2 separate regions of the Sus scrofa genome follow, and region 2 is linked to region 1. The links are chromatin contacts, called in public Hi-C maps. All regions are on one chromosome and are shown on one strand. Each heading gives the region's core, a stretch centred on a gene start, on an enhancer-like site or on the middle of the called end of the contact. The rest is flanking DNA. Distances are from core to core; before and after follow the strand shown. Region 1 overlaps CGNL1 (cingulin-like protein 1). Region 2 overlaps CGNL1 (cingulin-like protein 1).

Region 1 (4,752 bases), core at 1,308-3,807:
AGTGGATTAAGGATCTGACATTGCCATGAGCAGTGAGCTGTGGTATAGGTCACAGATGCAGCTCAGATCTGGCGTTGCTATTGTTATGACACAGGCTGGCAGCGACAGCTCCAAGCCAACCCCTAGCCTGGGAACTTCCATATGTCTCAGTTGCAGCCCTAAAAAGATTTTTAAAAAAAGATGTCACCTTTCAAAGGGCTGACCGACTTCTGCCCTTCCTCCCAGAAAACTTTACTGAGTATCTATTTTCTGCTAGACTCAAGGACGTGAGATTAGTCAAAATATTCCTCCTCTTTACTGGTTTTCAGGGGGTTCTTCTGTCATTAGCAAAGGGCACTGATGGGGATCTAATTGCTGAGATAAAGGCATATGTAAGCAGTCAATGATTTGTGAAGAAATGAATGAGTGGGTGCATCAAAGGCATGAATGAAGAGCCCGTGCAGTAACCAGGGTTCAGGGCCCAGAGAGGCACAGCTCAGGGCCAGATGAGTTTGAACCCTGGATCTGATCACTTGGGAGCCACAGAGCTGTGACAAGTGACATATTTTCTTAAAGCCTTCTTTCCTGCACCTGTAAAATGGGTTTAAGACAGTACCCACTCCACAGAGCTGCTATGCTAAACTCTCTCAGACAGGACTGGAGCGAAGTGCTCTAGGAACATTTGCTATTTTGACGAGAATCACTGATTTGGGGAAGACTCTTGGGAAATATGGTGACCCTCTGCCTCTTCTGTACCCCATCCAGGAAGTTGGACTCACTGCAGGTACCCAAACCATAGGGAGAGGTGGTCATGCCCTGAGCAGACCAGACCTGAGGCACCAGGCTACTAGTGGTTCTAATCCCCCGCCCCCCACTTCCCTAGTTCCTCTAACCTTACACCCCACCTCACCCCTCAAAAAGGTGACTCGGGGCAGAGCAGACAGTTAGGGCTGAGCTGGGCTGACTGCATGTGGAACAAAGGTGCTCAAGCCCCAAACCTGAACCTCACAAGTGAAAAAAAAAATCTTAAATTTGGTAAACTTCAGCCAGCAGTCCCTTAGCAAACTCCTCTCTCTTATCTCTCCCTCCATTCTTTCTCTATCAGTACCTCTCCAACTCCTAAAGCTTTCACTGTAATCACCACTCTCAGTAAACTTTCCAGGTTTTTGATATTTGATTAGGGCAAGGAGAGAGGCTAATCAACTTTTCAGCTGCTGCTGTGTAATTCTGAGTAAGTCACTGTTTTTAATAAGGAGGATAAAAATCTCAGAGGAAAAAAAAAATGGTAGAGAAGCAAATCTTTTTTTTTGTTTGTTTTTTAAGCTACCTGTAACACAGCTACAATACAGCTCAAGGATATGGATTAGTTCCTAGGATATACATAAGGCCCTTTTCATGACTTCGAAAACCGGCCATTTCTTTTTCCTTTGTGACAAAATCACAAGAGGGCAGCTGTTACAGCGGCTCAAACTCTGGGCTGGAATCCCCAAACTCCCACTCAGTACCAACTTCAAGACCTCACCAGGTTCCTCAACTGGCAAATGGGACCAACAGCACTGACCACTGACGTCACAGGACCCCTGGGAGGTGTCTTAGTCGCAGGGTGTCCTGCCCAGATTGGACTCCAATTTGCAAGGGAAAACAGTGCCAGTTTCACATGCAATAAAATGCAGGGCTGGAGAGCCAGGGGGAGAGAGAGGTAAAATTTGAATTATTGAAGCTAAGACTAGAAAATCTAGATCATCTTGCCTCAATCCTATAGCAAAGAGATAAACAAGAGGGAAAGATTATTAATAATAAAAGGGCTTTAGATACAAGAAAACTAAAGTAGTGGGCCTCCACATCCCCTACCTAAGGGAAGCAGAAAGCCTTGGGATTGGGCAGCAGGGGACCAAACCCACCCTATGAAACAAGACGCTGCCAGGCAGGCTGCTGAAATCGCCCATGACGAATGCCCTGTGTGCTAATCCCAAACACTAACTCCATGACGACCCTCCACCGAGTCCCCTGGAAACGTTCCCCGGGGCTGACCCTTCTTAGGGTGAAACGCAGAGCCAGAGCCCATTGTACTAATGGACACACATGGAGTAACCCTGTTTTCAACTCACCTTTACTAATTACAGGTCCGCACGACTCTAAACCCTCTAAACCCTTCTTATGTGCAATTTTAAGAGCTTGTGGTAATTACAATGCAGCGACCTTTTGTTTTTGTCAGGAGCACCACGTAAATAGGAGTTGAACGTGCACGGCTTCGTTTTGCTCCAGAATGTTTAACACTGCATTTTGCTTTTCATCTCTTACCCAACAACCAATTATCTCCAAAAATTCAGAGGTTTGCAGGGCTTGAAGAAATGTGGAGATAACTTCTCTCTATCCTAGGATTTGGGATCCATTCGGAGCCTTCCTCAACAGCCAAATCTATCCTCTCCATGAAAAAAGCCAGAAAAAATAGGATTTCATAAAATCTCCCTGGGGATGACAAGCCTGCAGTGATCTTCAGTCTAATATTACACATCATCTAGTAGAAGCAAACAGTAAATCAATCCAGACCGACGGGAACTGTGATGTCAGAAAAACAAGGCACAGGAAACACAATTTCTCAATCAGCTCTGCTTCAGAGGTGCACGGACCAGTGGAAAGGCCTTACCTTTGAATTCAGGCCTCCCAAGCACTCGCAACATCAGGCTGCCATTCCTTCCCATCACCTGCCCAAGATCCAGCACCTCTTTGGGTTTCAGTTTCCTAATCTGTAAAATGAGGCCGCTGCCACCTGCCTCTCAGGAATGTTTGAGTTTTTGAGCAATGGGGGACAAGGCTCCGCTTGCCACCCAACACATGCAAGGTGGACAATCAACAAACAGAACTGCAGTGACTACTTCTGCAGGCCAGCTATTTGGAAACTGCCTTCCCAAAGCAGCGTCAAGTCCAGTTTTCTGTACGTTCAAGGAAAGCTGAGCTAAAGGGACAATAGGATGATAAATAATGAAGTCCACACACTGACTGGAGCCACAGACAAAACCAAACCACTTGCTCTCAAAAGTGCTACAGTGGCCGTACTCCCCTTCCAGCTCTGCTGCACAGGAGAGGTAGCCACCACTCACGAAGCTTCTGCTGCCAGTTGCCAACATGCCAAAAACAGATCCAGGCACATTCTCTGCCAGCTGCCTGGCCGCAGGTCATTTCCCTGCACTGCTAGCTTAAGTACCCCTGAAGCAAATCACTCTTGCCAGAATCCTGTCTCTTCTTTCCTCACTCTCCGCCTTCCCCAGATATGATCTGTGTGCAAACTCTTTCCTCTCCTCCATCAGCAAAGTAACTGAAATCAGTTATTCAAAACTTGACATAGGGATTCAATAAAAGATTTTAAACCTGAGTAATGCTTTCCCCGGGCCTGCAGTGCCCCATGAATTGACAAGTTATCCACCTAACCAGGTGACAAGTGCCAGGTGCAACCTGGGACCCCCCACCCCCAGTTCTTCATGCTCACTGTGAGTGTAAGAGCTCCCAGCTTACTAGAACACCAGTTTACATCTCAAGCTCCATAACTCAGAGACTGCACCCTGTTTACCAAGAACTCAGTGAGCCATCCAGAGCTCTGCCAGGAGTGGGGTCTTTACAAGAACTGAATGTGTTAAATGAGTGAATAAAGAAATGAAACACCAGGAGTTCTCGTCGTCGTGGACACAGTGGTTAACAAATCCAACTAGGAACCATGAGGTTGTGGGTTTGATCCCCAGCCTCGCTCAGTGGGTTAAGGATCTGGCATTACCGTGAGCTGTGGTGAAGGTCGCAGACGCGGCTCAGATCTGGCATTGCTGTGGCTCTGGTGTAGGCCCACAGCTGTAGTTCTGATTCGATCCCTAGCCTGGGAACCTCCATATGTCACGGGTGTGGCTCTAAAAAGCAAAAAAAAAAAGAAAGAGAGAAAGAAATGAAACAACAAAACTTTGGGATGAATTTAAGATGATGCACTCTCCCTCCCAGGGATCCTGGTTTGGGGGACAAGGGACAGTGCCCAAAAAAGAAAGGGCAAGTGGGGTTGGACTGGGGTGTTTGACTGAAAGCTCCACTAAGCTTCCCCTACAGGAAAGTCTGTCAACCCCGGTAACTATTCCCATCAACCCACCCCTTTTTTTTTTTTCTTTTCCACTTTCAGGGCTTTCATGCCATAGCTTGTTTCTTGATAAAAGCAATGTCATGTGATAGAATAAAGTAAGCACTCGGTCACTCAGGGAAAATTATCCAATTTTACAATTCCCCTTGAACTTTGTTCTTCTCCTCTAATGCCTCTCAGCCATTTCACTGCCCTTCAGTGCCAGGATCACAGGAGGGAAAGAAAGGAAAAGCACAAAATCAGCCGTGTTGTTTTTAAAAAGGTCAATGGCATCTCTTGGATAAATATGTTGCAGGTAGGGAAAGGGCGTTAAGGAGGCCATTAAACTCTTTAACTCCTCCCACACCCCATCAGTACAAGCAAATTAACTGTCCCCACTCGAAGGGGAAAAGAAAGAGAAGCCAGCAGGGCAGTCTAAACACAAACCCAAGATCTCTCCTCTGAACGCTGAACCATTTCTCTACAGGAAGAAGCCCCTCTCTAACTCCTCCTTCACTTACTTTCTTCTAATCACTTTAGAATATCAAAGCGGCTACTCTGAAGAGAAATGTTTAAATAAATCGATTTTAGTCCATATTTACATAGGCTTTTTTTCCCCCAGAATGTACCATTATGTTGACAGTTTAACTACTGCTGTTCAGGTGCAACTTTTCAGGCAC
Region 2 (4,752 bases), core at 598-3,097, 160 kb before region 1:
GATTGCCAGCAAACTGCCAGAAGCAGGAAGAAGGAAGGAAGGATTCTTGCACAGGACTGGAGGATGAATGGCCCTGCCAATGCTTTGAATTCAGAGTTTTGGCCTCCAGAGCCTGAGACAATACATCTTAGCTGTTCTAGGCCATCTACTTTACAGTGCTCTGGGATGAAGCCCTAGAGAACTGAACACCTGCACAGCATTTCATAGGCAGTATCCCACGACAGCCCCACAACAACCCCACGGCGACAACGATGACGTAGGTAATATCATCTCTGCTGAGGACATCACAGCTCCGAGAATCTAATCACCCTGGATGGTGACCAGCCCTCCCAGATTGCCCAAGACCAAGGATGGACTTGGGACATAGGATTTCTGCTCAATCTGCAGGAGTCCCGGGCAAACTGGGACAAGTCAGTCACTCAACCTGCTGGAGAGCTACACAACTAACAACAGAGGGGCTGAGATTTCCCTGAGTTCCTGACTGCTGCATTCAAGTTCAAGCTTCAGAGAAGGCTTCCGCAGTCAGCATATCTCAGATGCTACTAGATCTCTCCCTTCTTATGCCAGAAACAGAAGTCAGCAAGAATGCTCCAGGTGTCCTGGCAAAGGCCAAGTGCTACTGTGGATTTCTTCTATAGTAATAGGAAATGAGCCTGGCTGGGCAGCATCTGGAAAGAGATCCCATCACCTGCCTGTCAGCATCTCCATCTCCCATCCCCTTTAGCACAGGTGAAAGGAACTTCAAAGGCAGAGGCCCCAGATGCTGTTTCCAGAACCGTCCAATAGAGGGCGCCCTGAAGACACCCAGAGAACCAGGAAAATCAAGCTGCCTGCTCCTTAAGGTCAGCGACCAACATAGCTAAGAGGTGTGCACATAGCAGTCCCTTGAGGCCTGGGGAGACCTGTAACACTCTCACCTTATCTGTTCTTGGCCTGGATTTTCACAGGCTATACAAGCTCCCCTGAGTAAAAGATTAGGTCATTCCTTCCCTGCCATCCACCCCAAGTGCAAGAGCTGACAGTTCTATGAATAATGAGAGGTGTCACCACAACAGGCTAGGCTTGCATCTCCCACTGTCCCAACCACAGTGTTGCACGGGGTGACAAGTGGAGTGGTGTGGCTGGTCCAGAGTGGGTGACACGGAGTGGTAAGAAATGAGGCTGGCCACTGTCACGGCTGGTACATGGAGGCCTTGGCACCACAGGAGGAAGCTGGGACCCTGCCCACAGGTGAGGGTGAATCTGTGTGTCCAAAAAATAAAAAATAAAGTTTGCCTTTCTGACCGGCAGGCTTCTAAGGCACCGGGGTTCTGAATTTTACAGCAGAGGACACTGAGGTCCAGGGCAGTTATCCATGTACCTGGAGGGAGCCAAGCCAACTCAGAGCTCACAGCCCCATGTGCTCTGGCTCCCTAGACCAACTCAGTGGAAAAAACTTCAAATGGACTTAGGGTTAAGACAGCTGTCACGTAAAAACCAAACCTGGGAGGCAGTCAGTCTCCTTGGGGCATCCTTATACGCAGCAGGGGAAAAAATGCCAGCCTTGCATAGGGTCAGCAGGCAGAGCATTTAAAACTCCTCCTGTGCCCCCTGCCTGGAGAATCACATGCTGCAAAGAGGGCCTGGAATGATTTCTGTAACGCTCTATAAGCACAAAGTCCAGGGGTAATGAATGCAGCCTCACAGCCCCACTCCGAATGCAGCTGTGACCCACAGAGGTTGTCAGCACAGCTGGGCCACGGGGCCTCGACATGCCTCTCGGGGGAAATTGTTCTGTTCACGCCTGCTGGGCAGAGGCCAGGCCTCACTGAGGACACAGTTAAACTTTCACTGCAATGGGAAGCAATTACACAGGCTGGCAGCAGGGGCCCCGCTCTCTTCCTGGCTCTGCATATGACCTTGGTCAGCTCACCTCTGGGATGCAGACTCATTTTAGAACAAGGCAGCCTGTGACACAGCAAAAGCGCCCTGGGGTGCTGTGTGTGTGGCTCTCCCTGAAGGCAGCTGCAGTCCCCTGCTCCATCCTTAGCTACAGTGACCATCTCTTCCCTCCAGATCTTTAGGACCGTCCCCAGAAAAGACCCCCCTCTGTCAAGCTCAGAGGTAGAGTGTGTTTGTGAACTTACAGGCTTGTGTGCTGGGGGGAGGGGTGGTCTTGGAATGATGGGGTGGGTGCATTCATTCCTCAGACTATACCTATCATCAGCCTAGGCTGGACATCGTGACAAAAAGACCAACACAGTATCCGATCTCATCACAGGCTTGTAGGGGACAAACTGGCCTGGTACATGCAGTCAGTGTCACCGAGATAGGGAAGGAGGGAGTAGGGGTGGAACACATCGGGGGGGAGTCACACCCCACCCAGACTTGGAGGGCCAGGGAAACCCTCCAGATAAAGGAACACAGGGTGGGGGAGGACAGAGTCAGGAAGAGATGGGAGGGGGCAGAAGAGAACATGCAGCCGATGAGACAGGGCGGAAGTAAGAGAGAGGCAGCACAGGTGGGGAGCCAAGGGGACAGGTGGAGTGATAGACAGGGTGCAGTCACACGGGGCCCACAATAGTACTGTGACCAGGACAGAAAGGACAGAAGCCCTGCATTGCTTTTTTAGAGTGTTATTCCCTCCCACCATCCCCCAATGAGGTGGGTACTGTAAATATGCCTGCCCACCCTGGAGTCCAGGGGTGTTTGCACACACAGGTGTGGAGGCTGCATGATGCCAGGTGAAGCCACAGGATGGAAGAGCTCACTAAGGAGAAAGGAATGAAGGAGGAGGAGGAACTGAGTCTGGGAAGGCCTCCTGCTCCACGTTATGAGGGGAGGCAGGGAGGAAACCAGGATGCTGACCCGTCCCCAGAGCAAAAGAAGGGAGGCCCTGAGGAAGGTGGGCGGAAGGAGGACTGAGGAAAAGGCATGTCGGATGCGGGGAGTTTGGTCTGGGAGGCTGGGCAGGCAGAACCGGACTGCAGAGACTGGGAGACAAGGCTCCAGGCGGTCAGCTGCAGAGCTTGAGGGAGGAGTTTGCAAGCCATCTGCCCACACTGTTCCCAGACCAAGGGCGAGAATCACAGAAGAGGAAGACGCAGTGGGTGATGGACTGTAACAGGATGGGAGTATGACGGGAGACAGGCCATCCAGGGAGGGACAGGCAGGATCCAGCTTCCCCCCACCCCGGGGGGGGGGGGGCAGCATGGAGAGAACCTCTCCCTGGGAGACCTAGAGCACAGAAGACCCAGCCAGGCTGGGGGAAGCAGGATCCTGGAGCTCGGAGGCCTGGGAGGGAGCAGGAAGGGAGAGAGAAAGAAGAGAAGTGAGATTATTTCCCCCAAAGTGAAAGGATAAGGAAAAACTGGAGGCTTGTAGAGAAAGAAATTCAGTTGTTACAGGGTGTGAGGTCCAAATCCAGCAAGAGGCAGTAAAAGGTGGGCAGGGCAGAGGCCAGAGTCTCCTCGCAGCTGGACAGCACCTGCTGTCTGGGGGCCCGGGTGGTGACTTCCCACAGCTGTGCTCCAGGCTGAGGAAAGAGGAGGGAAACACAAAGAAGCAAGAGCCTCTGGTGACAGGGGCGGAGCAACTACGTGTCTGCGTCTGAGCCCATTAATCCTCCTGGAACTCGCAGGGGCAGAAGTCAGCACCCTTGCTTTCCAGGTGGGAGGCTCAGGAAGAGGGGAAGCAGCTTTGGGCTGCAAACCTGTAGGACCCAGGTTCCTCAATGAAGGGCAAAATGCAGGACAGGCAAGAGCTCATTGCGGGGGCGGGGGAGACCACGGAGCCTAAAGGGAAGCAGCAGGAGGCGAGAGGCGGAGGTTCTGTGGAGGGATTGAAGGACCCAAGGGGTTCTCCGCCCTGGGCCCAGGCTGAGGTTCAGGACAAACCCCTCAACGTAAAGCAGCAGCCACTGGCCAAAGTCTTGCTTCCTTAGCGCCACTGCCGGGAAATTCTGGATCCTGCCAGGAAATGCCCCCCTCCACCCTGCCCCCCCCCCAACCCCTTTGCAGAGGCCCTCGGGAAAGCAGCATTCCAGAGGCCTCCGTGGGTTCGAGACCTCCCCAGCGTGCCCCAGGCAAATGTGACTCTCCAAAGGAAACACAAAACAATAATTATTTATACCCCACCGCCTCCCCGCCAGAGATGGCTATTAAAGTGGAAGTGTAAAATAAATCAGAGTGGAGAACAGGAAGGAACAAATGCGTGGCCATAAAACTTCACAGTTACTGTCACTGAGCAGTCAATTTTTCTTCAGTCTTTTGGAAACCAAGGCTTTTGGCAAATGTGATAGGCTGCCTTTAATTCTTCTAAAAGAATAGCCTGACACTCAATTCTAAAATAAATCCACCACAAGGAATACCATGTGGTGTTATGCACAATGCCTTCAAGGAAGGTTTCACCATAAACCACATGTGTTTCAGCCATGCTCCTCAATACAGCCATCCCCAGCATTGGCCCAAATATTCCAAAGGAGATCCTTCTTATCCTGTGCCCACAGTGGCAAAAAAAAAAAAAAAAAAAAAAAAAAAAAAGAGAGAGAGAGAGAGAGAGAGAAAGAGGGAGAGAGGAGGAGAGGGGAAGAGGGGAAGCGGGGGAGAGGAGGGGACCAGGAGGGAGATGGAGAGGGGGAGAGAAAGAGAAAATAGCCTCTGGCTTCTCTGGACCAGGGAACTAAATCTGAGGTTGGGAAAATACTTCTTTATATAAGCTTAGCACTTTATGTGCTATTTACCCTTCAACTACATTAAATAGACCAAACCAAAA

What was found. Hi-C and Micro-C count contacts between places; a contact is called where the count stands out from the background.
Region 2: a contact with region 1 is called in a Hi-C map of liver, with 2.3 times the contacts expected there. The contact joins two enhancer-like sites. A contact is called at or near these places in 1 of 5 promoter capture datasets (liver) and 6 of 47 Hi-C or Micro-C datasets (fetal liver, liver and skeletal muscle).

The regions. Positions count from the first base shown.
Region 1 is chr1:114,591,039-114,595,790 of Sscrofa11.1, forward strand. The region is part of intron 1 of CGNL1 (cingulin-like protein 1); the gene reads right to left. Among named protein-coding and RNA genes, the nearest start is that of CGNL1, 35 kb to the right of the region's middle. Within about 2 kb of position 2,558, at least 4 of the 83 cell types and tissues checked have an H3K27ac peak or open chromatin away from gene starts, as enhancers often do. A contact at or near this core is called in fetal liver and liver, where this site is marked.
Region 2 is chr1:114,431,829-114,436,580 of Sscrofa11.1, forward strand. The region is part of intron 14 of CGNL1 (cingulin-like protein 1); the gene reads right to left. Among named protein-coding and RNA genes, the nearest start is that of MYZAP, 48 kb to the left of the region's middle. Within about 2 kb of position 1,848, at least 18 of the 83 cell types and tissues checked have an H3K27ac peak or open chromatin away from gene starts, as enhancers often do. A contact at or near this core is called in fetal liver and liver, where this site is marked.